2 separate regions of the Sus scrofa genome follow, and region 2 is linked to region 1. Evidence: chromatin contacts called from public Hi-C data. All regions are on one chromosome and are shown on one strand. Each heading gives the region's core, a stretch centred on a gene start, on an enhancer-like site or on the middle of the called end of the contact. The rest is flanking DNA. Distances are from core to core; before and after follow the strand shown.

The links. Hi-C and Micro-C count contacts between places; a contact is called where the count stands out from the background.
Region 2: a contact with region 1 is called in a Hi-C map of alveolar macrophages, with 3 times the contacts expected there. The contact joins the promoter of FGF18 here to the enhancer-like site in region 1. A contact is called at or near these places in 1 of 5 promoter capture datasets (fetal skeletal muscle), 7 of 47 Hi-C or Micro-C datasets (alveolar macrophages, brain, embryonic fibroblasts and 4 more) and 1 of 2 datasets of contacts at active chromatin or transcription factors (alveolar macrophages).

What each region holds. Positions count from the first base shown.
Region 1 is chr16:52,309,280-52,316,957 of Sscrofa11.1, forward strand. It overlaps FBXW11 (F-box/WD repeat-containing protein 11), which reads left to right. Exons shown (of 14, transcript XM_021077115.1): 7 at 4,589-4,726. Among named protein-coding and RNA genes, the nearest start is that of SMIM23, 100 kb to the right of the region's middle. Within about 2 kb of position 3,897, at least 4 of the 83 cell types and tissues checked have an H3K27ac peak or open chromatin away from gene starts, as enhancers often do. A contact at or near this core is called in alveolar macrophages, where this site is marked.
Region 2 is chr16:52,755,817-52,763,494 of Sscrofa11.1, forward strand. FGF18 (fibroblast growth factor 18) reads right to left here and starts at 4,430. Exons shown (of 5, transcript XM_013990660.2): 1 at 3,841-4,430; 2 at 3,636-3,672. The coding sequence starts at 3,872.

The DNA of each region.
Region 1 (7,678 bases), core at 2,647-5,146:
CTCTTTCATATAATGTGCCTTTTCCCTCTTTTTATTCACTGGATTAAAGCCTTTGAAGCACTCTCCTCGGAACAGACTGCTGGTGAAATGATGGTGTGTTGTATCGCACCTTTTAATAAACCACATTTTATTCAGGAAAAGTGGGGAGCTTTTTTGTGGTTTGCAAACTTGATATTAACATTGTCCTAACCAGAAAATGCTGAAACTTGCCCACCCACCCAGTTGTGTTTAGGCTTCTAAAAATAATGTTATTCCTTCATACTCAGACATCTGTTTTCACTCTATTGCCAATTTAAATGCTGCTGTATACTCTGTGTATCATGGCTACTTTCCCAGTATTTTGAAAATTTGCACAGGGTAAGGGGATTTTACAAGTTCTCAAAACCATGAAATATTCCTCTACAGTAGCCACAGCACATGATGTCGAAGTGAAACGGCAGGTATCTGCTTAGTGAAAGAGGTGCACCTGTGTGCCCTGAGTTTCTGCTGCTGGAGTTAAGGGAACTGTTGAATTGCATTTGAAGGTTGAGCCCCTTCCTGGGAATGGTTGAACAGAGAGGGCTCAGGGCTGTCAGCATTGAAGATCAGCCTGGACTGAGACAAAAGTTGCTGGCAATTCGGTGAGATTTTTTTTTTCTTTTTTGGTCCCAGCCTACTGTTTTTGGTCAGTGTTTTCCACGAACGAGGAAGCGCATCATTGCTGCCATTTGTGGGCACTGTGATAAGCACTTTGCAGTAATCTCATTGGACCCTTCCAGCAGATCTGAGGGGTGTATGTGTGTGTGTGTGTGTGTGTGTGTGTGTGTGTGTGTGTCTTTATGCCCTTTTTACAGAGGAGGAAACTGTTACTCAACAGTCCAAGCTACTTGTCAAAGTTGTTAATTGGCCTAGGTATTTTCGACCACAGTGGGCTGCCTTTCATTTTTAAAGGTCTAGTTTTTCTGAAAAAGACCTGGCTTATATAAGCATTCTAATAAGAGTTGAGGTCGTCAAATATGGTGGTAGGTAGTATTTTGGGCAGGCGTAGTCAGCAGGAAGTGTTGCTTTCTTTCGTGGGTGGCCTTGAGAATTGAGAAGAGTGAAGTCTTAGGAATTACACAGGGCTGGTGTGCAACAAAGCAGTCCTCTCCCTGATCTGGTTTAGTGTTGCTTTACTGGCATTTTGAAACAAACAGACTTGTTTTGGGATTCAGGAACTTAATAATTTTAGAAACAGCCCTAACTGGGAACTTCCTAAAATGACCCGTCAAAAATGACTCAATAAGCTTTTTCTTTTAAAATTCAGAAATGTGTTTTAGAAAATTAGGCTTCTTCTAGGTGTTGAGAAGCTAAGCCATTTCCTATCTAACAGATTTTGAGAGGTCCTGCCTCTGGTTCTGGTTCGAGGGTCAGAGATAGAAGGGTGATGGTCTCTGTGCAGATGTCTTAGGGGACCGTTGTCACAAGCCAGTCGTGTTGCCTTACCCAGCTCTTCCCTGCTGTGTCTTTAGGGCTTTAGGTACAGTAACAGATTATAACCAAGTCATTTGGTTCTAGAAAACATTTTAGAGTAGTGGGAGAGCATGTAGGAAATTCGTTTGGGTATGGAAGTTCCTCCACCCCCTCCCTTTTTTTTCAGGGCTGCGCCTGCGGCATGTGAAAGTTCCCAGGCTGGGGTCAAATCAGAGCTACAGTTGCCGGCCTACGCCACAGCCACAGCAACAAGGGATCCGAGCCGTGGCTGCAACTTACACCACAGCTCGTGTCAATGCCAGATTCTTAACCCACTGAGTGAGGCCTGGGATCAAACCTGCAACCTCATGGTTCCTAGTTGGATTCATTTCTGCTGCACCACGACGGGAACGCCTCCTCTACCCCCTCTTTTTAAGTTAAAAAAATTTCAAACTCCCCCTAGATAGTAAACGTACTTTTTCTAGTCATTGAAATATACAAAGGACAAAGCTACTTAACTGATTCAATAATAATATTTTAAAGCAATTGTGTATGTTGTGAAACTAAGGACAGCTATATGAATTTTAAAAATAACACCTGATGCATAGATATGTATTCATCTTTGTAATACTCTGGGTTTATATGTAGTCACATTCAGAAGCAACCCTCTGGGCCCCCAGGGTATAGCCTGAACATTGGTAACCACTGCCAAGCGTCACTGGCCGTGAATAAGACTTGTTACCAGTAGGTCTGCCTGTAAGTCGGCATTTTCGTGGTATGCTTAGCATGCCGAGGTGGCTCAGTCTCTGTCTAAAAATACATGATTTTGCTAAATGATTCCAAACATTGAGTTCAATTTAAGAAATTCTTTATATTCTGGATCCCTTTTTTAAAAGTTGCTTATACAGACAGATCTGTTGTCTACTTTTTTTTTTTCCTTCCTTTTTTGGCTGTATGCACAGCATGCACAAGCTCCCGGGCCACGGATCCAACTTGAGCCACAGTGGTGACAACACAAAAACCTTAACCCACTGAGCCAGAAGGGAACTCCTGTTGTCTACCTTGATAGTGGGAGCCACAGTAGGGTGCATTTTTGTTTTTGTGAGTTTGGATTTTGTTGTTTTTAATACGTGGTTTTGTGTACGAGCCTTTTCAAACTCACTAGAGATGATGCTGCTGACCAAGAAGCTCTGGCTTGGTAGCAGAAGGACAGATGAGTGAGAAGTCTGCCGTGGCACCTCTTTGCACCCCCTGGGTGTTGGAAACATGTGATCCTGCTGTCTCTCAGGCTGTGTGTGGGAGCTTTTTGAGGGCAGGGCTTATATTTCCAGGCTCCTGTGCTGAGTACACGAATGAGGAAATATGTTCCCTTCTTTTTCCCCCTCTTCTTTTTATGGCCGTACTGGCGGCAAATGGAAGTTTCCAGGCTGGGGGTCAGATAAGAGCTGCAGCTCAGACCTGTGGCACCACTTGCAGCAATGCTGGGTCCTCAACCCCCTGAGCAAGCCTAGGGGTCGAACCTGCATCTTCACAGAAACAGTGTTAGGTCCTTAACCCACTGAGTCACAATGGAAACTCCACATTTTCCTTTCTAAGTATGTGTGGATCAGTGTCTCCAACCCTCCGTTTCTTTTTATATAAAAGGAGGACAATTTTGGCTTCAGAGTTGTGATGATTAACTGTAAAATATATAAAACACATAGCAGAGTGTTAAGGAAGCATAGTACCTGGAACATAACATTTAGTGAACTGTAACATTTTGCAGTGTATGGAAGGGTACTGCCCTCAAAATAAGAGGACGTAATTCGTTAGATGTCAGCAGAACCAATAATTAAAGTGGTTATTATGAATAAAGATGAGTTATCTCCTTTCTCTACCAAGCAACTAATTAAACTTTTGCTACTCAGATAATAGCTTTTGAACTAGATCCTGAGCTCAGGTGTTGCCAGTTGTTGCAGTCCCTATGTCCCCTAATTTCAAGGATCAGGAATTTATACTTTGGTTGTTCATCGTGGACGCATTGTTATCTTTTGTTCCTGAGAATCCCTTATATCCACTACTGGGTTAGGTCTTCCAGTGCTCTGGGCATCACCCACTTTGAACTTTGAACTTTGCTCACTGGTCTCAGGCCACAGCGTTGCTTAAGAGTCCTTAAGTGCTGCAGCACTCAGGGTTTTTAATCACTCCCTTGGCACTGATAGCTTCTCTGGAGTTGGTATCGATCTCTTTATGTCCCGTGTTCACTAACCTCCATAGTTAGGACTATACTTTGTTAGTAGATGCTGCGTATTTTAGTGGGAAAAACATGGGCTCAGAGTCAGGAAGAACTGGGTGTCATTTCCAACGCATCCGGTTAACTAGTTTTGTAACCTCAGGCAAATTAAACTGTTGCCTTGTTTGTAAAAGGGAAGTAATAAGAACTTCCTGTCAAAGTTATCGTGTGACTCAATTAACCAAATAAACATGTGTGCCTGGGTATTGCAGTTGCAACCTTTGCAAGCAGTACGCTTCCCATGCATCTTTGCATCCCCAGTGCCTAAAGCGGTCAGGCCCTGAAGTACACTGGCATCTCAGTAAGCATCACATGAATGATGAAAGAATGAGAACCCAGGGCTGAAGTGTGCCATTCTTATTCTAAAAGAGCCTCAGTCTGGTCGAAGATTAAAAATGGATGACAAATTCTTTCAATAATGGTTGGCACATAGTAGTTGTCAATATCTTTTCTCAATGATCAGGACAGTCAGTGCTTTGGATGGATACACAGATTGTTATATGCTTAACATTAGTGGTGATCTGCTGCCAAATGTTTTAATTGGCATTAGAGAGTGACCCAATGAGTTACTATTTATTTGTGTGTTTTGGGTGCAAATGGCATTCTTTAAGCATATTGAATTCTGTCTAGGCCATTTTTTTCAAACCCAGCCCAAACTCATTGGAAATCCTGTGATAGTTGCCAGACGGGCAGGGAGCGTTTGAGGAAAAACATCGCTGGGCTAATGTCTTACTTGGAAAAGAGTGTGATTCCTGTCCACAGACAGTTATGCAAACCAAGATGGAGTATCAGTGGTATGCTGTTTCTGGAAGTAACGCCAGACTCTGAACCCTAAGAGAATGGTTGATTCACAAAAACTCATCTCTTGCCTCCTTTTTTCCTTAGACTATAGAATCTAACTGGCGGTGTGGACGACACAACTTGCAGAGGATTCAGTGCCGCTCTGAAAATAGTAAAGGTGTCTACTGTTTACAGTATGATGATGAAAAAATTATCAGTGGCCTACGAGATAATTCTATTAAGGTGAGTGACTGCATTTTGTATATATTATTTTTAGAATTGTGGTTACATGTTAGATACTAGATGTAACAGTCTCCCCATTCCCTCTTGGGTGGCTCTTTTTAATCTGTTCTGCTCAATCTTGGCAGCTCTCTGTGTGGTTCTAAAGAACCAGAGCCAGAGCATTTCCCTCTACTCGCGTTAGGCCCCGGGATGGTCTCATTTCGTATCCTTCTCTGAGCACGTTCACGTTCTTTATTCTGTATGTAAGTGCAAATAGAAACCATCTCAGTGTCACAAGGCTCTTGATTACTTTGCTAGCTGGTGGAAGCATTGCTAAACTGGCATATAAATCAAAGTTACTACTTTTATGGTGTCTGTGAAAGGCTCAGTTGATAACACAAAAGAATGATAGAGCAATTTATACATCTATATAAATATATGCATTTGCTTTTTAGGGCCGCACTTGTGGCACATGGAAATTCCCAGGCTAGGGGTCGAATTGGAACTACCTCTGCCGGCCTAGACCACAGCCACAGCCACGCAGGATCTGAGCCGCATCTGCGACCTACAACACAGCTCATGACAACACCTGATCCTTAACTCACTGAGCAAGGCCGCATCCTCACGGTTACCAGTCGGATTCGTTTCCACTGCACCACAACTTTTCAGTAGTAGAGGAACTGAATCATTTCTGTGTTTAATGTTCGACGGCTCTAACAGTTTGTGTGGGGGTGTTTTTTTTTTTTGTTTTTTTGCTGCACCTGTGGCATGCAGAAGTTCCTGGGCCAGGAACTGAACCTGCACCACAGCTGTAACCAGAGCCACAGCAGTGACAATGCCAGATCCTTAACCTGCCAGCTAACGAGGGAACTTGTCTAACAGATTTTGTTTCATATTGTTTGTAGCTTTTTTTCTTGTATTTCAGAAGACAGTGGAGATTTTAACTTTTAGATACAATTTACCTATAGAACAGTTCACTCTTTTTAGTGAAAAGTTCTGTGAGTTTTGCCCAGCACAAAAAATTATGTCATCATAACAATAATCAAGATCCAGAACTGTTCCATCATCCCCTAGATTCCTTTGTCCGGCTCCTTTGCGTTTATCCATTTTTCCCCCTAGGCCCTGACAACCACTGATCTTTTTTTCTGACCCTGTAACCTTGCCTTTTTGAGACTGCCCTGTAAATGGACTCAGTTTGTAGCCTTTCGAGTCTGGCTTTTTATACTTAGCATTGCACACTTGAGATCCTTTTACATTGCTGCATTTAGTAATAGTTGATTCCTTTTTACTGCCCAGTAGTGTTCCACTTTATGGTTATACCACAGTGTTGTTATCATTTACCTATTGAAGGACATTCCTGGATCCAGTTTTTCACAATCATTGAATAAAGGCACTGTAAATATATGCATGCACTTTTTTTTTTTTTTTTTTTTTGAGAATATAAGTTTTCAGTTCTCTTGGATAAAAATCTAAGAGCGGATTGCTAGCTCATATGGTAAGTATATATGTTTAACCTCTTAAGAAACTGCCAAGTTGTTTGTTTAAAGCAGCCATATATACCATTTTACATTCCCATCAACAGTGCATGAGAGTTTCTTTTGTTCGGCATCCTTGTCAGCCCTTGGGAGTCTCAGAACTAGTTTTGTTTTGGGTTTTTTGGATATTACCCATTTGAATAGGTATGTAGACATATCTCATTTTGTTGAAAGTTGCATTTTTCCAGTGACCAGGGATAATGAACACCTTTTCATATGCTTCTTTGCCATTTATTTCTTGGTGAAGTTTCTATTCAGATCTTTTGTCCAGTTTTTAAATGGGTTATTTGTTTTCATATTGAGTTTTGAGAGTTCTTGATATATTATGGATACAAGTCTCTTTCAGATATGCTTAGCAAATATTTTCTTCCAGTCTGTGACTTCTCTTCATTTTCTTACTATCTTAAGTAGGACATATTTTAATTTTGATGAAGTCTAGTTTGCCAGTGTTTTCTTTTATGGCTTATACTTTTGATGTCATGTTTAATAAGTGTTTCACTGAGCTTTTTTTGGGGGGGCACCCCTCAGCATATGGAGTTCCTATGCCAGGGATCAGACCTGAGCCACAGCTGTGACTTACACCACAGCTGGGGCAATGCTGGCTCCTTTAACCACTGTGCTGAGCGGGGATCGAACCTGTGTTCTGGCACTGTGGTGACATCGCAGATCCCATCATCACAGTGAGACCTCCTCACTCAGTGAGCTTTTTGAATCTGTAAATTTATGTCTTTCACTCCTCAAGTTTCAGAAGTTTTGGCCATTATTTTTTTCTGCACCAATTTTTTTCCTCTCCTGAGAGTCTTATTAATTACATAAATAATAGATTTTTTATGATATTGTCTCTTTTCCAGTCTTTTTTCCCCTCTCTTTTCTGGATAGTCTCTATTGGTCTGTCTTCAAGGTGACTGAATTTTTCATTTCTATTCTGCTATTTTTCCCTATTGAGTGAATTTTAAGTTTTCAGCTATCATAGTTTCTGTTTTTCTGCTGAGAACTTCTCTCTTGTCTTTCACATCAAGCATGTTCATCTTTACTTCATGGAGCATAGTTACAATAACTGCTTTAAAGTCTTTGACCTTGACAACATTTGGGTAATCTTTAGCTTGTCATATGTTGATTGTCTGTTTTCTGAGAATTGATCACTTTTCTTGGCTTTTGAATGTCAAGTAATTTTGGATTGTATCTTGGCCATTGTTGATATTACATTGTAAAGACTATGCATCCTGTTACAGTCCTCTGGAGAATATGTGTGGGTGAGTATTTCTTTATGTGGGTGTCGCACCTGATTAGGAGGGTTGATTCCAGTTTTTTTTATGCTTTTCAAAGTCTTTGCCAGGCTGCTTTGGGTCTGTCATGGGTTTCTACTACTCAAGAGTCTAGTCTGAGACTTCAGCAGTGATTTAAATATCAGGTCACTTTTTACAGCCTCTGCTTTGCT
Region 2 (7,678 bases), core at 3,180-5,679, 450 kb after region 1:
AGGGCCAGCAAGAAGTAGGCCCCCAGCAAGTATCTGTTGACTGAATACCTGACTGGACAGATGGATGGATGAGTCGCTGCTTTAAGAAATTAAACAAGCCAGAGTTCCCCTTGCGGCTCAGTGGAAAAGAACCTGACTAGTATCCATGAGGACGCAGGTTCAATTCCTGGCCTCGCTCAGTGGGTTAAGGATCCGGCGTTGCCGTGAGCTGTGGTGTAGGTCGGCAGCTGTAACTCCGATTCGACCCCTAGCCTGGGAACTTCCATATGCCACACTTGCAGCCCTAAAGAAAAAAAAAAAGGAAAGAAAAGAAATGAAAAGAGCCAAGAGAACCGCTTTCTGTCCTCCTCAAGTCCCAAAGGACTCTGTCTCTAGCTTCCCATCCTGGCCAGCCTGAAGGAAGGCTTTAAACCTGAAGAGCCCAGGTGTGGGGGGTCAGGCAAGGGGGATGTGGAAGGAAACTTCCAAACTTGAACAAGGCTCGCAGGGAGGGAGGAAGCAGCGCTGTGGGAGGGATGGACAAGGGGCCGGTGGAAGCCCCCCTGCCCTGGCCTGCCTCACGCCCGGCCTGTCTGGGGAAGGCCAGGACCTAGCCGAGCCTGGCGGCAGGAACAATGTCAGGCAGGTGCCGGGTGAGCTGTGTGAAAGGCCCAGCCCGGTGTCATTGTCAGCGCTCAGCCAAGTGCAGAAAAGCAATTTACTGGTCACGCCGGTTGCTCCCCTTGGAAATTTTTAAAATTCTTCCGATTTGAGATATCCACGGTGTCCCAAGTCGTGTGGAGAAGGGATTTTATTAAATTCCCAGCTTCCCACTCCCAGGGGGTTGCGGATGCAAAAGGGCGGGGCTCGCCACATGGGGGTGGGAGGGCTGTGTCTGGCATTGACTGTGCTCAGGGAAATGTGGCTGGGGCCAGGGGGCCCGTTCAGGGCTTGGTGGCTGGGGATGGATGGGAAGAGGGGAGGAGCCCAGAAACTTTGTTGCGAGGACTGGACCAGTTTCCCAAAACATGGAGGTGGGGGAAGGAAGGGCACAGGTGTACAGAGTTCCCAGCACAGCAAGGCGCCCTCCCAGGGGGCTGAGAATTCGAGAAACCTCTTCCACACCTATCATGGACCATTTCCGCCTCAGGGCCACCCCTGTCACAAATGAGGAAGCTAGGTCTACTGATAGGAAAAGATGAGGCTGGGGTTCAGGCCCAGCCCTCAGGATGCCAAAGCCCTGAGCTCCCCCCATGGGGCAGAGAGCACCCCCCCCCGGGCCCTGATCACCACAGGCGCTCTCACTGCCACCCTCCAAACGCACCCTTAAAGGAAGTAGCTGCTCTCCCAGTATCGGTCCAACACCACAGTGGAAAGCAGACCCCGGGGTGGGACCTCCTGCAACTAGCACACACACGGGGGTCCCACCCCCTCATCCTCGCCTCCAATGACCACTCCACCTTGTCCCTAGAGTATGAAGGGGGACTTGATGGTGCCAATGTTGCCTATAACCCTTAGGGTAGCGCTGCTTTATCTTTCAGCAATCACAGGTGCTTTCAAAAATCTATGGGGAGCCTAGAAACCCTTTCCCCGCCGCAGTACATTTGGGCACCATTTTGCCCTCAAGTGTCTCAGGAACCACCCCTCCCCCCAGCATCCCATCCTTAGATATTTGAAGGGTGCAAAGACCTTGAGTTAAAAACATTGGTCAGTCCGAAGGCAGTTTGGAAGGGGAAAGGCTGCAAAGGAAGAGGGGGGTAGGAGAAGGGGAGAGGAGCCTTCCTTCACCTGCTGGAAGACCTAAGCCAGATGGACCCCCTCACCCAGACGGAGACCACCCAGCTCTCTCCCCGAGAGGCTGGCTCTAGCTCTGGCCAGAACGGGGAGGTGGGATGCAAAGTCCTCCCTCGCATTCCCCCAGAGAACACAAAGACCACACAGCAGCCCTCCAGGGCCCCACTTCAAGGACCAAGAGGCAGCAGGCAACAAGGTCCAAAGCCAAGGCTCTACTTCATGCCCATTTCATCGTCCCCACCCTGAGGCTCAGCACACAGAAAAAGAGCTCTCACCCTGGTGGGACAAACACAGTGCCCCGGAGTGACCCTGGGGTCTGCTCTCTGCTTGGGGACTCAGCTGCAAACCATGCCTGGCACTGGCCTCTCTGACACCAGCCATTCCCCACCCCGCCCCCGCCACATACAGGGTCACATCTGCTTTGGCAAACAGCCAGTCTTAAGTTACTGACTCCAGTGGTATTGATTCAAAGAGTCACTGGGGACCCCAGCCTGGCCAAAAGAGGGAAAGAACTCATCCGTCTGTCCAGCCCCCAGCCCCGACTAGCTCAGTGCCCATCCTGTTGGGCAGCAGCGGGAGGGGAGATAAGCAGATCCGCCGCCGCCACCACCACCACCGGCTCTAAGAGACCGCAGAGTCTCAACAGCACTCAACACGCACACCTAGGAGAATCACATTTTTCCTGCTCTGTGCTCTCCCTGGGCACCTCCCAAATGCAGAAAGCTAAAGCCTAAGCATCCTCTCTAACCCTGTGAGGACACCTGCCTTCAACCCAGAGGGGGAAGGGGCAGATAATCTCTTTTGGCCCCAGTCCAGCTCCTCCTAGGGCCCCTCCCACAGAGCTCTAAGTGGATGGGGGGCTAGGGCAGCTGGCACTTCCTATTCCCTTTCCCTTTGCACCCCCCATCCCCCCCAAACTGAGGCAGCCTGGTCTGGTTCTAATCGGGGCTGAAGTCGCTCCCTCAGCCCCTCTTCTCTTCCCCCCACCCCAACGCGTTTCCTTCATTTCCAGGGCTTTGGAAGCCCAAGTGTTCCAACTGTCTTCGTGCCAAGACCTTCCCGAGTCTGAAAGCTGCTGAAGTAACAGATCAGATTTTAGCAAGTGCTTTCCAGGCCGAGCGCCAAGCCCTCTTCTGATTCAGGAGAGCGAGCAAGCGGGGAGTGAGGCGAGGAACCAGCTGAGGGCTGCCCCACCTTGGGCAAGGGTGTGCGGAGCGCGGCCGTTCCGGAGCCGCCTCGCAGGCAGTGGTCCCTCGGCCCAGGCACCCTGCTCTGCTCCTCTCACCCGAGCCTCTCCTCTTTCTGTCTCTTTCCCTTTCTCTCTGTCTCTGTCTCTCTCTCTGTCTCTCTGTCTCTCTCTCTCTCTCCCTCTGCCTCTCAATGCTGCAAACGCCTTTGAAACCACAGAGTAATTTACAACTGAAGCTTTCTCCCTGGACTTCAAATCCACTCGTCTGAAAGGAGCCTTTTTGTTTAGAAGAGCGAGCGGAGATGTTAAGGGACGGTTGGCAGAGAAAATCCCTACGTCCTAACTCCTCACCCGCTGCGAGCCGGGGGGCCTAGAACCGGGCACATTGCAGCGTCTGAGCCCGCCGGCTCCGGGGATCTCCTCCCAGCCGTAGCCCCGCCAGCGCGCGCCAGCCTGAGTCCCACAGCAGAGCCCCTTGCCCTTGGCCGGTCCCCCCTCCTGCGCTGGGCGCGTGCGGAGCCGCCCTTCCGCGCCCTGGGAACAGGTGCACTGGGCTCGGCGCCCAGGAGGGGTGGGGCGCAGGGAGGGGGCGCGGCCCGGAGGAGGGGGGTCGACACGTACCGCGAGGCAGTTGCGGGGGTGGGGGAGAGGTCAGAGTCAGGAGCCCACGTACCTGTACCTGGAAGCACAACAGCAGGAAGTGTAAACACCTGCGGAGAGAGATGGAGAGGCCGTCAGTGAGACTGGAAGGAGGGGGACCTAGGTACAGACAGATATGCAGTCGGAAAGTCGGAGAAACGGCTGGGCAGGCAGACAGAACCACAGGCACACCGACAGACTGCCAGGCAGGGTGGGCAGCCCCGCGAGCGGGCGCTTACAGGCAAGTGCAGGCGGAGGGCGCTGAATACATCGCTGGGAGGGAGGGAGGCGGCGGCTCCTAGCCCAGCCTGCACATGTCCGCTTCGCGCGGCCGGGACCGGGCGCCTCCGCCGCCTCCGCCGCCGCCGCCGCCGCTGCTGCTGCTCCCTCCTCGCCGGCTGCTGCTGCTGCAGACTCTGCTGCTCCGGGGCGCTCCGCGGCGCGCCCTGCGGCATCAGCGCCCCGCGCGGCTCCTCCCGAGCGCTGCGCCCTCCGGGCTGGCGCGGGGGCTGCGGGGCGGCCGCCGCTGTGCAGGAGGCACCGGCCGGTGCGAAGAAGCTTGCTCACTGCCGGCTGGCCGTCCGTCCGGGCGTCCGCGGGAGGCTGGCTGACAGGCTCACTCCGGGGGCAGCATGCACGGCGGGGCTGGAAGCTGGGGCGTGCTCTCCGGATGGGGCGCGGGACTGCGCGGGGCCAGGGGTCAGCGTTCTGGGGCCGGGGCGCGCGGCTGCAGCACGAACGCGTCACGGCCGCTCCGTCTGGGCGCCCGCCGGCTCATGTCTCCTCCTCCGAGTCTCTCCGGCCGTGCGCATCGCCGCCTCCCACCACTGGCGGCGGCCGGGGCGTTTTCTACGCGCGGGCGGCGAGGGGGCGGGGGGCCGGGGGCGGGCCCGGGCCCGAGCCGGCACAATGAGGATGCGGGGCCCGGGGGCTCCCCCCTCGGGGCGCGGCCGGACGGGCGCTCAGCTCGCCTGGGTGCGCCGCGCCCACATCAAAGGCGGCTCTGCCTGCTTGCCTGCCTGCCGCGGCCTCTCCTCTGCCGCCTCCTCCTTCTCCTGGCGGCCCTGGGTTGGAGGGAGGCGCTCAGACTCTCGGCGACGGGACCAGCAGCTCCGAAGGGGCAGAGCCCGCGAGGCTGGAGCTGGTGAGCGCTGGAAGCCGTCGGAATTCTGTGTCTGGGCGCAATGACCCGCGCCACGGAGCAACGCTGCCGGAATTGGACAGGCAGCGGTCCCCAAGAACGCAGTTAGGTGCGGAACGTCTTCATGCGCCCACATTCGCTAGTCGCACTCACTCACACCAACCAGCGCTTGAGTGGGGAGCCGGGAGGGGGCGGGTCAGGCCCAGCCCTCGGGGCGGCTCCGTTTAAGGGGGGGTCTCTTTTACCCGCCCTTTGAGTCCACGCAGGATCGTGGTGTGTCCCAGACACCCTCTCGGGCGGCTGGCCAACCCAAGTGAGCCCTCTTCCAGTCTCTGTCCCTGCCGTTGAGGGGGAGAGGGTCTCCAGGGCGTCTGTTACGCATCTCCCCCCCCCCCACCTTGAGCTCCCGGGTCGGATCCCAGCTGGGCTCTCCAGTAGGCGAGACAGCTTTGGAAACGCACGGCTGCCACCTAGCGGTCCTGAAGTTTCGCTGCAGCCCAGCCCAGTCGGGCTGTGCAGGCCCGGGAGGAGCCAGCAGGACTCTGGTCAGCGACCACTGCAGGCCCTCTTCTGGCCTCCAGACTGAGATTCGTTACTCCTTGTATACTGATCGTTTTGACTCTTAATCAGGTCCCTTCTGAGGACATCTCGCCTAACCGCCTCTATCTCTTCAGAGGCATGACTCCTGTCCTTCCCACCAACCTCAAAATTTGGGTGTTCTTGTCTCAGGCAACTGCTTCACACCGTCTATAGCTCCAGGCAGCCAGGCTCTGCTTGGCCTGATTGATACTAAGGGAAACAGTCATAGCATGAAAGAAACTGAACAAGCTCAAAAGGCAAAACGCAGGAATCAGACTATTTGGTTAAGAACCTTCTTGCACCATTGGCTAGGGTTGCTATCCCCATTTCACTTCCAGCAAAACTAAGGTAGGCCCTGTCAAACAGTGCTACTTCCTAGAGTCATGGAAAATGAAATATCAGCAATTGTTCTGATTATCAGGCCACCCTGCAAGCTATTTTAAGTTCCCTTTCAAAGCTGAAGCTATCTTAAAGATAGCCTGTTTCCGCATTGAACACAAGTGTAGAAAACCTTTTTAAAACCAAGTGCTGAGTGATGGAGAAAGTTGTGTGAAGCACTGGACTGAACTTAGACATTCTCATTGCCAGAACTGGTAAGACAGGATGTGATGACCAACCACAAAACAGGCATAGAAATGCTGCCCTTGGGGCCTGAGACATCACCACCATCCTTGAGCTTGCTTTATAAAGCCCTCTGACAGAACATTCAAGAGGTGGTTTTGGCTTACGAAAGTGGGGTGTTTGAAGTATCTCCTGGCTAAGAACCATACTTCCAGTTTCCTATACTACTGCTATTTTCTATTACTTTTGAATGGAATGGGTGTATAATTATGTTCTAAAATGCTTGCAATTTTTTTCAAGACTCAGATAGTGTTTTTCACAAATAAAGCCATCACCCCAATAAGATTGATCCAAATGTCCAGTCAAGAGAAATTCTGAGCAACAGTATAAACCCAAAGGTCCTGGGAAGTCCCCTTTTGGCACAAGGATCCCGTATGGCCACAGCTGTGGTGCAGGAACTTGGCTGTGGGTGCAGCCAGGAAAAAAAAAAAAAAAAGAGGCCCTGGTTTTGAGTATTGCTTCCAACATTTACTCATCAATTTCAGTAACTGCTTCCTCATCGACAAACCATGGCTAAGAAAAGTAACAATAGTTGTGTTGTGAGTCTGGCGCACAATGAAGGTGCCAAATGTTTTAGCTGTCATTAATAATCCCAATTGTTTTCCAGGTTATTATCACTTTTTTTTCTTTTCCACAATTTCATGAAGTTGGAAGGTAGGATCACTCTCAATTTATGGTTGAGAATCTCTTTTGACTCCAAATCCTGTCATTTCCCTTTTCTCCATCATTCACACCTTCAAACCCATCAATTTACCATGCAGGTGAGTTTTTTTTTTTTTTTTTTTTTTGAGGGTGTTTCAAGGGCTGCACTCGCGACATATGCAAGTTCCCAGGCTAGGGGTTGAATTGGAGCTGTAGCCACCAGCCTATGCCGCAGCCACAGAAAGATCTAAGTCTGCTCATGCCAACACCAGCTTCTTAACCCACTGAAAGAGGTCCTCATGGATGTTAGTTGGGTTCCTTACTACTGAGTCACGACAGGAACTCCCAGATGAATCTTCTTAAATGAGCCTTTTCTATTTGAATTTGACATGTTCACATAGCACTTAATAGGGTCACTCATTTGGTAGTCACTATGTAGTCATTTTTTGTGTCAGGCCCTGGATGCAGACTAACAAGGTTTCTGCTTTTACAAAGCACTTTACCTCTACTAAGGAAGATGGGCAGTAGGCAAATAAGCCAAGAGATAAGTTCAAACTAATACTTTGAAGGAAACCAACAGGATAGAAAAGACCTATTTAGGTTAAGACCCAAAGATGGGAAAGCCAAGCCATGCAAAATATTCTAGGCATAAATTGTCAATTGCCTACAAGCAGGAAAAAGCTAGATGACAGGCAGGGTTAATTAACCAAGAGTGGCAAGAAGGTGAAAACAGGTAATGGCACCTGTCAGAAGCCAACAGGTAGCTCTCAAAGGCCTTTTTAGACACTAGTTATGTAATACTTAAAAGCATCTCCTCTAAGAGTACTTGGAGTTTGACAAATGTAATTATGTAGACACCTTTCTCAAGCAACCTCCCCATATCCATCACTAGTCTCAAATCCTCATTAACCTGCTGGCACGATTCTAGTTTCACAGAAATGGAATCATAGTGCATGTTCTTTTGTGTCTGGCTTCTTTGACTTAGCCTGTTTGAGATTTATCCTCATCCCTTGTTGCTCTTATCAGTATTACTCCAAGTAGTACTCAACAGTGGATATACCCACCTGGCAATTTATCAAAGGCTTCGAAACTAA